Regions from separate parts of the Ovis aries genome. Here region 2 is linked to region 1. The links are chromatin contacts, called in public Hi-C maps. All regions are on one chromosome and are shown on one strand. Each heading gives the region's core, a stretch centred on a gene start, on an enhancer-like site or on the middle of the called end of the contact. The rest is flanking DNA. Distances are from core to core; before and after follow the strand shown. Region 1 overlaps KCNJ15 (potassium inwardly rectifying channel subfamily J member 15). Region 2 has its middle 76 kb from the start of KCNJ15.

Region 1 (5,140 bases), core at 1,894-4,393:
CTTTGTTCATAGTGATGCTTTCTAAGGCCCACTTGACTTCACATTCCAGGATGTCTGGGTCTAGGTGAGTGATCACACCATCATGATTATCTGGGTTGTGAAGATCTTTTTTGTACAGTTCTTCCGTGTATTCTTGCCATCTCTTCTTCTTATCTTCTGCTTCTGTTAGGTCCATACCATTTCTATCCTTTATCAAGCCCATCTTTGCATGAAATGTTCCCTTGGTATCTCTAATTTTCTTGAAGAGATCTCTAGGCTTTCCCATTCTGTTCTTTTCCTCTATTTCTTTGCATTGATCGTTGAAGAAGGCTTTCTTATCTCTTCTTGCTATTCTCTGGAACTCTGCATTCAGATGCTTATATCTTTCCTTTTCTCCTTTGCTTTTCGCCTTTCTTCTTTTCACAGCTATTTGTAAGGCCTCCCGAAACAGCCATTTTGCTTTTTGCATTTCTTTCCATGGGGATGGTCTTGATGCCTGTCTCCTGTACAATGTCACGAACCTCATCCATAGTTCATCAGGCACTCTATCAGATCTAGGCCCTTAAATCTATTTCTCACTTCCACTGTATAATCATAAGGGATTTGATTTAGGTCATACCTGAATGGTCTAGTGGTTTTCCCTACTTTCTTCAATTTGAGTCTGAATTTGGTAATAAGGAGTTCATGATCTGAGCCACAGTCAGCTCCTGGTCTTGTTTTTGTTGACTGTATAGAGCTTCTCCATCTTTGGCTGCAAAGAATATAATCAATCTGATTTCGGTGCTGACCATCTGGTGATATCCATGTGTAGAGTCTTGTGTGGCCGCAGCCCGGCGCACTAAGTGTGGCCGAGAGGAGGTACCCCACGTCCGAGTTAAGGGGCAGCGGCTGACAGTGCCAGGCTGCGATGGCGCAGGAAAGACCAAGAGGAGCTACCCCACGTCCGAGGTCAGTGGCGGCCGGGAGGAGACACCCCGCGTCCAAGGTCAGGGGCGGCGGCCGAGAGGAGCTACCCCACGTCAGCTTTCTCATATGTATTTATTTATAAATTAATTTTTAATTGGAAGATAATTGCTTTACAAGGTCGTGTTGCTTTCTGCCGTATAACAATGCGCATCAGCTAGAATTATATATATATATATATATATATATATATACTCGCTCTCTTTGGAGAGTCCCTCCCCCACACCCCCATGCCCCCCAGGTCATCCGAGAGCACCAGCCTGGGCTCCCTGTGCAGCACAGCAGGTCCCCAGTAGCTATTTTTTGTACACGTGGTATATATGTCACCGCTACTCTCTCTGTTCATCCCACCTTCCAAGTCCGGTCTCTGACAACAGAACCCTCCTGCACTGTTGGTGAGAATGTAAGTCCATACAGGCACTATGGAGAAGGGAACAGAGATTTCTTCAAAAACTAGGAATATAACTACCATATGACCCAGCAATTCCACTGCTAGGCATATACCCTGAGAAAATCGCAATTCAAAAAAGAAAACCGCAATTAATTCATCCCATTGTTCATTGCAACACTAGGTCCTGTCTTTTTTTTTTTTTTTTTTTCCCCTAGCATTGCTGATTCTAGGTAGGTGCTTTCCCTACCTGTTCTCATGGGTTAGGTGCTTTCTCTGTGGTTTTGTCTCCCAGAGTATTTATCTCAGTGTAGTGCAAATGCTCACTTGTATATGTCTAATTCTGGAGAAGGGAATGACAACCCACTGCAGTATTCGTGCTTGGAGAATTCCATAGACAGAGGAGCCTGACTGACTGTTGCTGGGGTCCCAGTGTCAGACAAGAAATCTAATTAGGGCTTCACAGGTGGCGCTAGTACTAAAGAACCTGCCTGCCGTGCGGGAGATGTAAGAGACTCGGGTTCAGTCCCTGGGTTGGGAAGATCCCCTGGAGAAGGGCATGGCAACCCACTCCAGTATTCTTGCCTGGAGAATCCCAGGGACGGAGAAGCCTGGTGGGCTACAGTCCATGGGGTCACAAGAGTTGGACACGACTGAAGCGACTGAGCATGGATGGACCCATGCATTCGTCTAGTTGCAATAATAATTATCAAACTAATAGCTACCAGCAGTGGAGAACATAGGTGTCAGCAGTTCATTTACTTAAACTTCTGAGCAACTCTGGTAGAACACTGGTCAAAATAAGCAAATGGAGCCTCTAGTAAGTTAGAGAATTTGCCTAAGGTCACACAACTAGTTAGTATGGGCGACAACATCCAGATCCTGGTCTGTGCCTCAAAAGCCAGCTGGCTATCCATCACAGCCCACTGCCTCTCACTGGAAAGTGAGCTATCGTATGTTACCTGATTTATGCCGGTGCCTAGGTTCTGGCAGGGGCTTAGTGTTTGCAAATGTATGAATGAGTGAATGTATGGACAGAAACAAAGGGAGCTTGGAATCTTCCAGTTCTGGAAAAGCAGCTTGGGGTCTCAAAAAAAAAAAAAAAAAAGAGAGAGAGACCTATCTGTCAGTTGAATTGATGAGCTAAGTGGAGGGAAAATGACTTTGCCTCAGTCCCTTATTGTGCAGTCCAATGTTTACCCTTGGAAGACACGGATGGTGCTGTGCCTACAGAGGCAGTGCTCCCTAAGCTGCATTGCGCCACCCTACCGGCAACCTCACCGGGAAGTGCTCCTCACCCTGTGTTGTTTACTTCTGTGAGCATATCCTCAGACCCCAGCCCCGGATGCGGGCGTCTGCCTCCCCGCCCCCCTCCTCCACGGCTGCACGTTGTGCCCTTTTATCTCCTGAGTGATCCCTCTTTCCCCCTCCTGCTCCCCTGCCCTTTCACAGCTTCCCTCTTCTCAGCAGCCCGCTGGCTCCTCCTGACACCTCTCCACGCTGCCTCCCATTCAGAGCCAGCCTCTCCCTAACCACAACCATAGCCTTGCAACAAGTAGCATGTGTCCAAGTCAGGGCCCCGTGCCAGTTCTCAGGCGGGTCTTCGGGTCTCACATGTTAAAGTCTATAATCTGTTTCCCCAGTGTCCAAATCTTCCAGCTACATGTTGGTCACTTTTCTGGATGTTCCCTCTGTGGTCCAGGCTTGGACAATGATGAGTGACTTTCCCTTCTCCCCATGTGCTATGCTGCCCCACCGTTTTACAGCTGCTTTTGCTCCCAATGTCCCTCCTGCCTGCAAAGTCTTTCCTAGAGCCAGATCCCTCAATGGTCCCTTGGGTTCCCCCTCTGGCTAACTCCCCTACTGCTTCTTCATTTAAGATCCCGCTTGTCCTTTACCACTGTAAAGTGTCATATGAATACACTCACCACAGTATCGTGGTTTCCTCTCCGTGTTTCTTCTCCCCTTCTACATGCAGGCATGGATTGGACCACAGTCATCATTTTACCCTCAGTAACACAGCCCCTGGCATATAGCAGATGCTCAAACCAAAAAAAAAAAAAAAAAAGATAACTCATACTTATGACTCTATAAATGAGTCAATGAATAAATAAGTGGATTAATAGTCTATCCATAAATTAAATGATGAATAAATGTCAAAGACAGGGCCCAGAACATGTGAGCAGTTTCATCGCATGTATCATGCCAGGCGAAGTTTTTAAACGGCTTCTTTGAAGTGATTTATATTTGCACATTGTTGTAACTCTGTGGGAAATGAGTTTCCACAGTGTTGAAATCCTCTGGATTAAGAAACACTTCCTTTTATCTGAGTCAGATGCTCCCGGAAGCTGGGCTAACCCTTTCAGCTCGCTCAGTTGATGACTCTTGATGCTACAGTTCACTAGTGTCCTCAGAGCACGTGGATGTTCAGATGCGGATTTCTTCCCAAGGATGGTTTACTTCTTAGAGTATGATTGATTACTTGAAGGATTAGAGGTTTCCACTGGAGCACAATGACTTTCACATGTGCATTGGTTCCTCACTTGCTTAATTCTGTGCCCCACCCCACCCCCAATTAGCCTGAAAATTATTGCAGGGTCCTATTCGTCTTCATTTTGAGTTTTTCCCATAGTCATGTATGACTGTGAGAGTTGGACTGTAAAGAAGGCTGAGTGCCGAAGAAGTGATGCTTTTGAATTGTGGTGCTGGAGAAGGCTCTTGAGAGTCCCTTGGACTGCAAGGAGATCCAACCAGTCCATCCTAAAGGAAATCAGTCCTAAATATTCATTGGAAGAACTGGTGCTGAAGCTCCAATTCTTTGGCCACCTGATGTGAAGAACTGACTCATTGGAAAAGACCCTGATGTTGGGAAAGTTTGAAGGCAGGAGGAGGAAGGGACAGCAGAGGATGGGATGGCTGAATGGCATCACCAGCTTGATGGACATGATTTTGAGCAAGCTTCAGGAGTTGGTGATGGACAGGGAGGCCTGGCTTGCTGCAGTCCATGGGGTCGCAAAGAATCAGACACAACTGAGAAACTGAATTGACTGATTTGATTTCATTCATTTGGTGGCTATTTCTTTTGATTTGGACACTTTTTATTGTTACACTGCATGACATGTGGGATCTTAGTTCTCTGACCAGGGATTGAACCCACAGCCTTTGCATTGGAAGCACAGAGTCTTAAACACTGGTCAGCCAGGAAAGCCCTTCATTTGGTATCCATTTTTAGCAGCTTTCTCAACAACACCTTGAAGAGACCCAAGGACTTAAAGACCACAGCAAGGTCAAAAGGGAAGGAGGAATTCTCACGGACCTATAGGCTGGGCAGGTGTTTCTTCCACCCACCTCCACCCGAGTTCTTCCCATTAGCCATCAAATCAGCACATTTGATCTCTAGGATTTGCTTATTAAATTCAAAGAGGTTAAGTATTGTTTAGGATAGACCATTACCACCTTCTAGTCATAAGAGAATGGACCTAGTTTCTAATATACAATTCTTATTACCATTTAAAATAGATATGGAATGAATGGTTGAGGGAAGTTGCTAAACCCACACATGGCTTAGGACTGAAAATGATGATGTGAGCCTTTGAACTCCTGTGGGACACCCTCCACCCTGGGCAGGCAGTAAACTATGGCACTGTTTTTCTTGAAGCTGCAAGTATTTCCCAATGACTCCTAATCACTAACATATTATTTGTTCACTTGTTCACTCATTCATTGGTTCAGCAGACATTTACACTATTTTAAGAAAAAAGTCAAGGGACTTTCAAGATATTCATTGGAATATTCATTGGAATATTCATT
Region 2 (5,140 bases), core at 1,844-4,343, 48 kb before region 1:
AGGAGGTCAGCAGGTGGTGGTTACATCAGAGGAGAAGGCGGCATCTCTACCTACACAGCCAGGCCCCTGTTTCATGAGGATAAATTTCCTCCACATCACGTAGAAAGCCGCCTGTGACTTACCGCAATAAATGACCTGGAAAGCATGAAGGCTTTCATGCTCACCTTGCCATCTCAGTATGCAGCTTCAGGACGGGGTCTGGTCCACATAGTTTGAATAGAACATGTCAGGCTCCTTTTACTTGTTCATGAGACCAGGGAGCATTGTAAGAATGGAGCAATTATATCATTACACTCCATCAGCCTGCTCTATGATGGATCATTGAAGCCCCTCTTTCCAATCTTAGGGGCAATCAATCACCCCATCCCCATCAGCTTCCTACAAGCCTGTTCTAGAGTAGTAGTGTGATTTGATATGCATCCACAAAAATTCTATGACACGCTCTTGAAAGTCAGTTCCCCTTCTCTTGAATTTAGTGACTTACTAATAATAAACAGGGGAAAAAAGCAAAAGTGACAGAGTACAACATCAGAGGCTAAGCAAGAGAAGGCACGGTGGATTCCTGCTTGCTTTCTCTCCTGGATCACTCTCTCTGAAAGATTCTGGCTTTCATAGTGACTATAGAGAGGCCCATGTGGTGAAGCCTGAAAACTCTAGCCAATAACCAGTGAGAAATCAAGTCTACCTATTATCAGTGGATCCTCCAGCCCCAAACAAGCCTTCAAATGACTAAAGCTCCTGCCAACACCTTGCTTGCACATCATAAAGATGCTGAATCAGAATCACCTAAGCTACTCCCACATTCCTGACCATCAAAACACCAAGATAAGAAATGCTGCTGCTGCTGCTAAGTCACTTCAGTCGTGTCCGACTCTGTGCGACCCCATAGGCGGAAGCCCACCAGGCTCCCCCATCCCTGGGATTCTCCAGGCAAGAACACTGGAGTGGGTTGCCATTTCCTTCTCCATAAGAAATGCTAGTTGCTATAAACCAGCACTTTTCAAGATCATTTTTTATGCAATAATAAGATAACCAAGGGAAACTTCCCTGGTGGCTGAGATGGTAAAGCATCTGCCTACAATGAGGGAGACCAGGATTCAATCCCTGGGTCGGGAAGATCTCCTGGAGAAGGAAATGGCAACCCACCCCAGTATTCTTGCCTGGAAAATCCCATGGACAGGGGAGCCTGGTAGGCTACAGTCCATGGGGTCGCAAAGAGTTGGACACGACTGAGCAACTTCACTTTGTGTCTTTAAGATAACCAATACAAGGTTACCATTACAGTCTCAGAAACTTCTAAGAGTCTAGCCTAAAATCACCAGTTTTATTACTATCAGAGCATCACAATCATGTGTTTTAAATCAGCAACTCAAGGTTCACAGTGTTTGTTAATTGGGCTGGTTATCACTAGCAAGTGTAATAAACAAGCTTCCCTCCACCCACAAATCCCAGCTGCTTAACAGAATAGAGGTTTAGTTCTTCTTTGAACTCTGTTGGCCAGAACCAATCACACGTCCTCAGCCTAACTATAAAGGAGACTGGGCAATGTCATGTGTCCAAGGAATATTGATCATTGCTATTGTTACTGTTCCTACAATGGCCCTACTTTAGTCTTCTACTTTCAAAGCCAGAAATTTTTATCAAAATTAACAGTTGAATCAGTAGTTCTAAAGAGATGTGTAACCTATGTTTTCTCTTTGTACACCAGCCTGGGGATTAAAATGGAGAATATATTAATCATAATAAACCCTATTCTGTTATTGCTTCCTGCATAAACTTCCCACTACAAACTGTTTTCCTGGGAATTCCTAGGGTATATCTCCTAGGCACCTGAGGCAAACTTGATCAGATTCCCAAAGAGTCCACCATTTCCTTCTTTTCTCCTGCTGGGCAACGTCCACTGCTCCATTAACTCCCCATCCCTCTCTGCACAGAAGTGGGGCCATTAGGGTTGATGAGTTTTGTGCTTCCTGAACAATGCAAACAGACTGTCCCAGGGTTGGGGACAACTGCTGCTTTCCTGTTTGTGTCTTACTTTGTCTCTTGAAACCTCAGGATGACCTTTAAGTGAAAAGGGTTCTTTAGAGCTTACGAATGAATCTGTGCTCTGAGCCACATCTCTGAAACAAAGATGGCCCCGAGGGTTCCCCTGCCCCATACACGCCCACCTCCTGCAACACATTTCTTTTACTCTCTCTGATTATGAAACATTCCACAGCAGCTCCCTCATCATACATCTTATAAAAAGTAGAGATACATGGAGATATGGAGATTCATGCTGGCAGATGATGCTAGGGTGCTAGAATTCTCCCCCATGTTCCAGTGGCTACTAGAGTTCCTCTGCCTGAGAGAGATGAGAAAATCTGGACCATGTATTTAAAACGATGTTGTATTTTCCAGATTTCCCCTAAGCCTATCCTTATTGAAAGGACCCATCTTTCCCTCACTTTTCAAGAGATTTTCAAATGCATTCCTTTAGCACAATTTTGACTGCATCCCTCATATGTATGTAATTCTGGGCCCTAAACCCCACATTTTCTGGCATATACAATTTTCAACCTTCTCCATTGTTTTCTTTCCCTAAATGAAAAAGATTGAAAAAAGTTACCCTTCCAGGAAATTGCATTAAACATCTTGATAAGTGAGGTGTAAAGAAGTTGAAATAAGCAGATCAAATTCCCTTTAAAGAACGTGAAGCCTCATACAAATGAGGGGACATGTGCTTTGCAGAACCCTGGTTTTGGATTTTCTGAACCAAAAGCACTTGGGGAAAAAAAGAAAAAAAAAAAAAGAGTTGGAGATTTTCAGCAATTCCAAACTGTGGCTGGACTCACCCATCCCTAATTTCAAGGGAAATTAAATCCATGTGTTTCTCATTCATTTACACTCAGCTCATCAAAATGTGATTCGGTAAGAGCAATGGGCTGCCCAGGAAGCTGCCCAGGCTGCTTTTAGCCGTGTTGTCCTCAGCTGGGAAGTGGGCTTGGCCAACGGCCATCAGCTTCGCGGGCGGTTGATCTTCAACATGAAACCCACAGAGTCCTAACCAACTCGACACTGCTTGAGGTAGGCTTGCAGACATGTGTGGGCCCAGAAAGGTCAATGGTCTGGTCCCCGCCTCGGGGCAGGCCTGCGTCGAGAGCCCTGATTACTCCCGTTTAGCTCTGTTTTCTTTGTTAATCCATTCTTGTCATCTACAACCCTTCCCTTCAGGAAGTACCTCCTTCTAGCCACCCTGGAAGGCTTGGATACTGTGCTGGACACTGTTAATGCACTACTCAGAGATCCTTGGATATCTTTCTTTTAATCGAATTACAGTTCACTCACAATATTATGTTAGTTTCAAGTGTACAGCAAAGTGATTCAGACACACACACACACACACACACACACAGGGCTTCCCATGTGGTGCTAGTTGTAAAGAACCTGCCTGCCAAAGCAAGAGACATAAGAGATGTGGGTTCGATCCTGGGTTGGGAAGACCCCCTGGAGGAAGGCATGGGAACCCACTTCAATATTCTTTCTTGGAGAATCCTAAGGACAGAGGAGTCTGGCAGGCTACAGTCCATGGGGTTGCAAAGACTCAGACATGACTGAAGCGACTTAGCATAGCACATATGTACACCTACATACATGCTCTGTAGGTTCTTGTTTATCAATTTTATATATGTATCTGTTAATCCCAAACTCCTATTTCACCCCTTCCCTTTCCCCTTTGGTAACTAGAGATTTATTTTATATGTCTATGCACCTATTTCTGTTTTCTAAGTTCACTTGTATCATTTTTTTTTTAGTTCCTCATAGAAATGATATGATATTTGTCTTTTTTGTCTGACTTATTTTACTTAATATGATAATCTCTAGCTCCATCCACGTTGCTGCAAATTTCATTATAAAATTTAACTTCCTGACCATACTTGGTCACCTGAATGGGATGCTCACAGCCTGTTCATGGGGATGCTGAGGTCATTGGAAAACAGGAAGATTTAAACTTTACCCTACCAGTCAGTGTCCTATTGGAGGATGGATGATGAACCCAGGGTACCAGCTGTCTCCCCACAGACTGACTGATGGGAATGTTTGATGGGCCAATGGGATGAAATGCCAGTCACCTCTGCCCTACATTTAAGAGTCTCAGTGAATTTCTGCAAGTTGCAGGGATATCTGAACAATACTCCCTTCCTTTGGGAGCCAGAGATTGAAATGGCAGCCCAAGTCCCCAGAGGCTCATGGCATGCATTGCTCATGGTAGGGGCTCTCTGATTTGAGGAGACACTGGGGCAAAGTGTGGGGCTGGTTCTCCTGGAACAGGACACCTTGAACAGAGGAGGGTGTAGGGAGCACCAGTCTGCATTCTTGGCAAACAGACACTGCTTGGATGGTGGGACAGGTGGCTCAGACGGTAAAGAATCTGCCTGCAATGCGGGAGACCTGGTTTCGATCCCTGGTTTGGGAAGATCCCCTGGAGGAAGGCATGGCAACCCACTCCGGAATTCTTGCCTGGAGAATCCCCATGGACAGAGGAGCCTGGTCGGCTACAGTCCGTGGGGTCACAAAGAGTCAGACACGACTGAGTGACTAGGCACACAGCACAGTGTATAATCAGGAAAACATACAAATAGCTGGCCCATCTTGTGGACAAGGCCTGATCCAGGGCAAGTGCTGAATACATATTGAATGTTAAAACAGTCAAGTCTGCCATAAAGAACAGCAAAGTTGGAAGATTCTTGGACACAGATTAGTGGTTCTGAATTTGGGGCCAGAACCCGCCGCATTTGGAGCATGACGATTGCTCTGAGGAGAAGCCAAGGAGCACAATGGTTAAGTATGTGACGCTTGGGATTGAATCTGCCTCTTCTTGATTTCAGTCATGACCTCGGGCAAGTCCTTTAAATTTTCTGTGCTTTGGTTTTCTGTGTTTGCTAAAATAGTAGGGATAAATAGTACTACCTGCCTTTGCCTTGAGGATTAAATGAATAAATTCATACGCAGCTGTGAGAACAATGCCCAACACTCATGTGTGTGTAATAAATACCAGATGTGATGGTTATCATCCTTAGACGTCTCGTGGCTGGTGCTGTAAAGGAAGTTACGGGACATGACACAGCTCTATAAGAATGAGACCAGTGATGCTAATCAC

The links. A called contact is a pair of places that touch in the nucleus more often than the background predicts.
Region 2: a Hi-C map of skin fibroblasts shows a contact between it and region 1, with 1.9 times the contacts expected there. The contact joins two enhancer-like sites. A contact is called at or near these places in 3 of 16 Hi-C or Micro-C datasets (retroperitoneal adipose tissue, skin fibroblasts and tail adipose tissue).

Annotation. Positions count from the first base shown.
Region 1 is chr1:271,185,939-271,191,078 of ARS-UI_Ramb_v3.0, reverse strand. The region is part of intron 3 of KCNJ15 (potassium inwardly rectifying channel subfamily J member 15); the gene reads right to left. Among named protein-coding and RNA genes, the nearest start is that of KCNJ15, 29 kb to the right of the region's middle. Within about 2 kb of position 3,143, at least 12 of the 54 cell types and tissues checked have an H3K27ac peak or open chromatin away from gene starts, as enhancers often do.
Region 2 is chr1:271,233,399-271,238,538 of ARS-UI_Ramb_v3.0, reverse strand. No RefSeq gene overlaps it. Among named protein-coding and RNA genes, the nearest start is that of KCNJ15, 76 kb to the right of the region's middle. Within about 2 kb of position 3,093, at least 3 of the 54 cell types and tissues checked have an H3K27ac peak or open chromatin away from gene starts, as enhancers often do.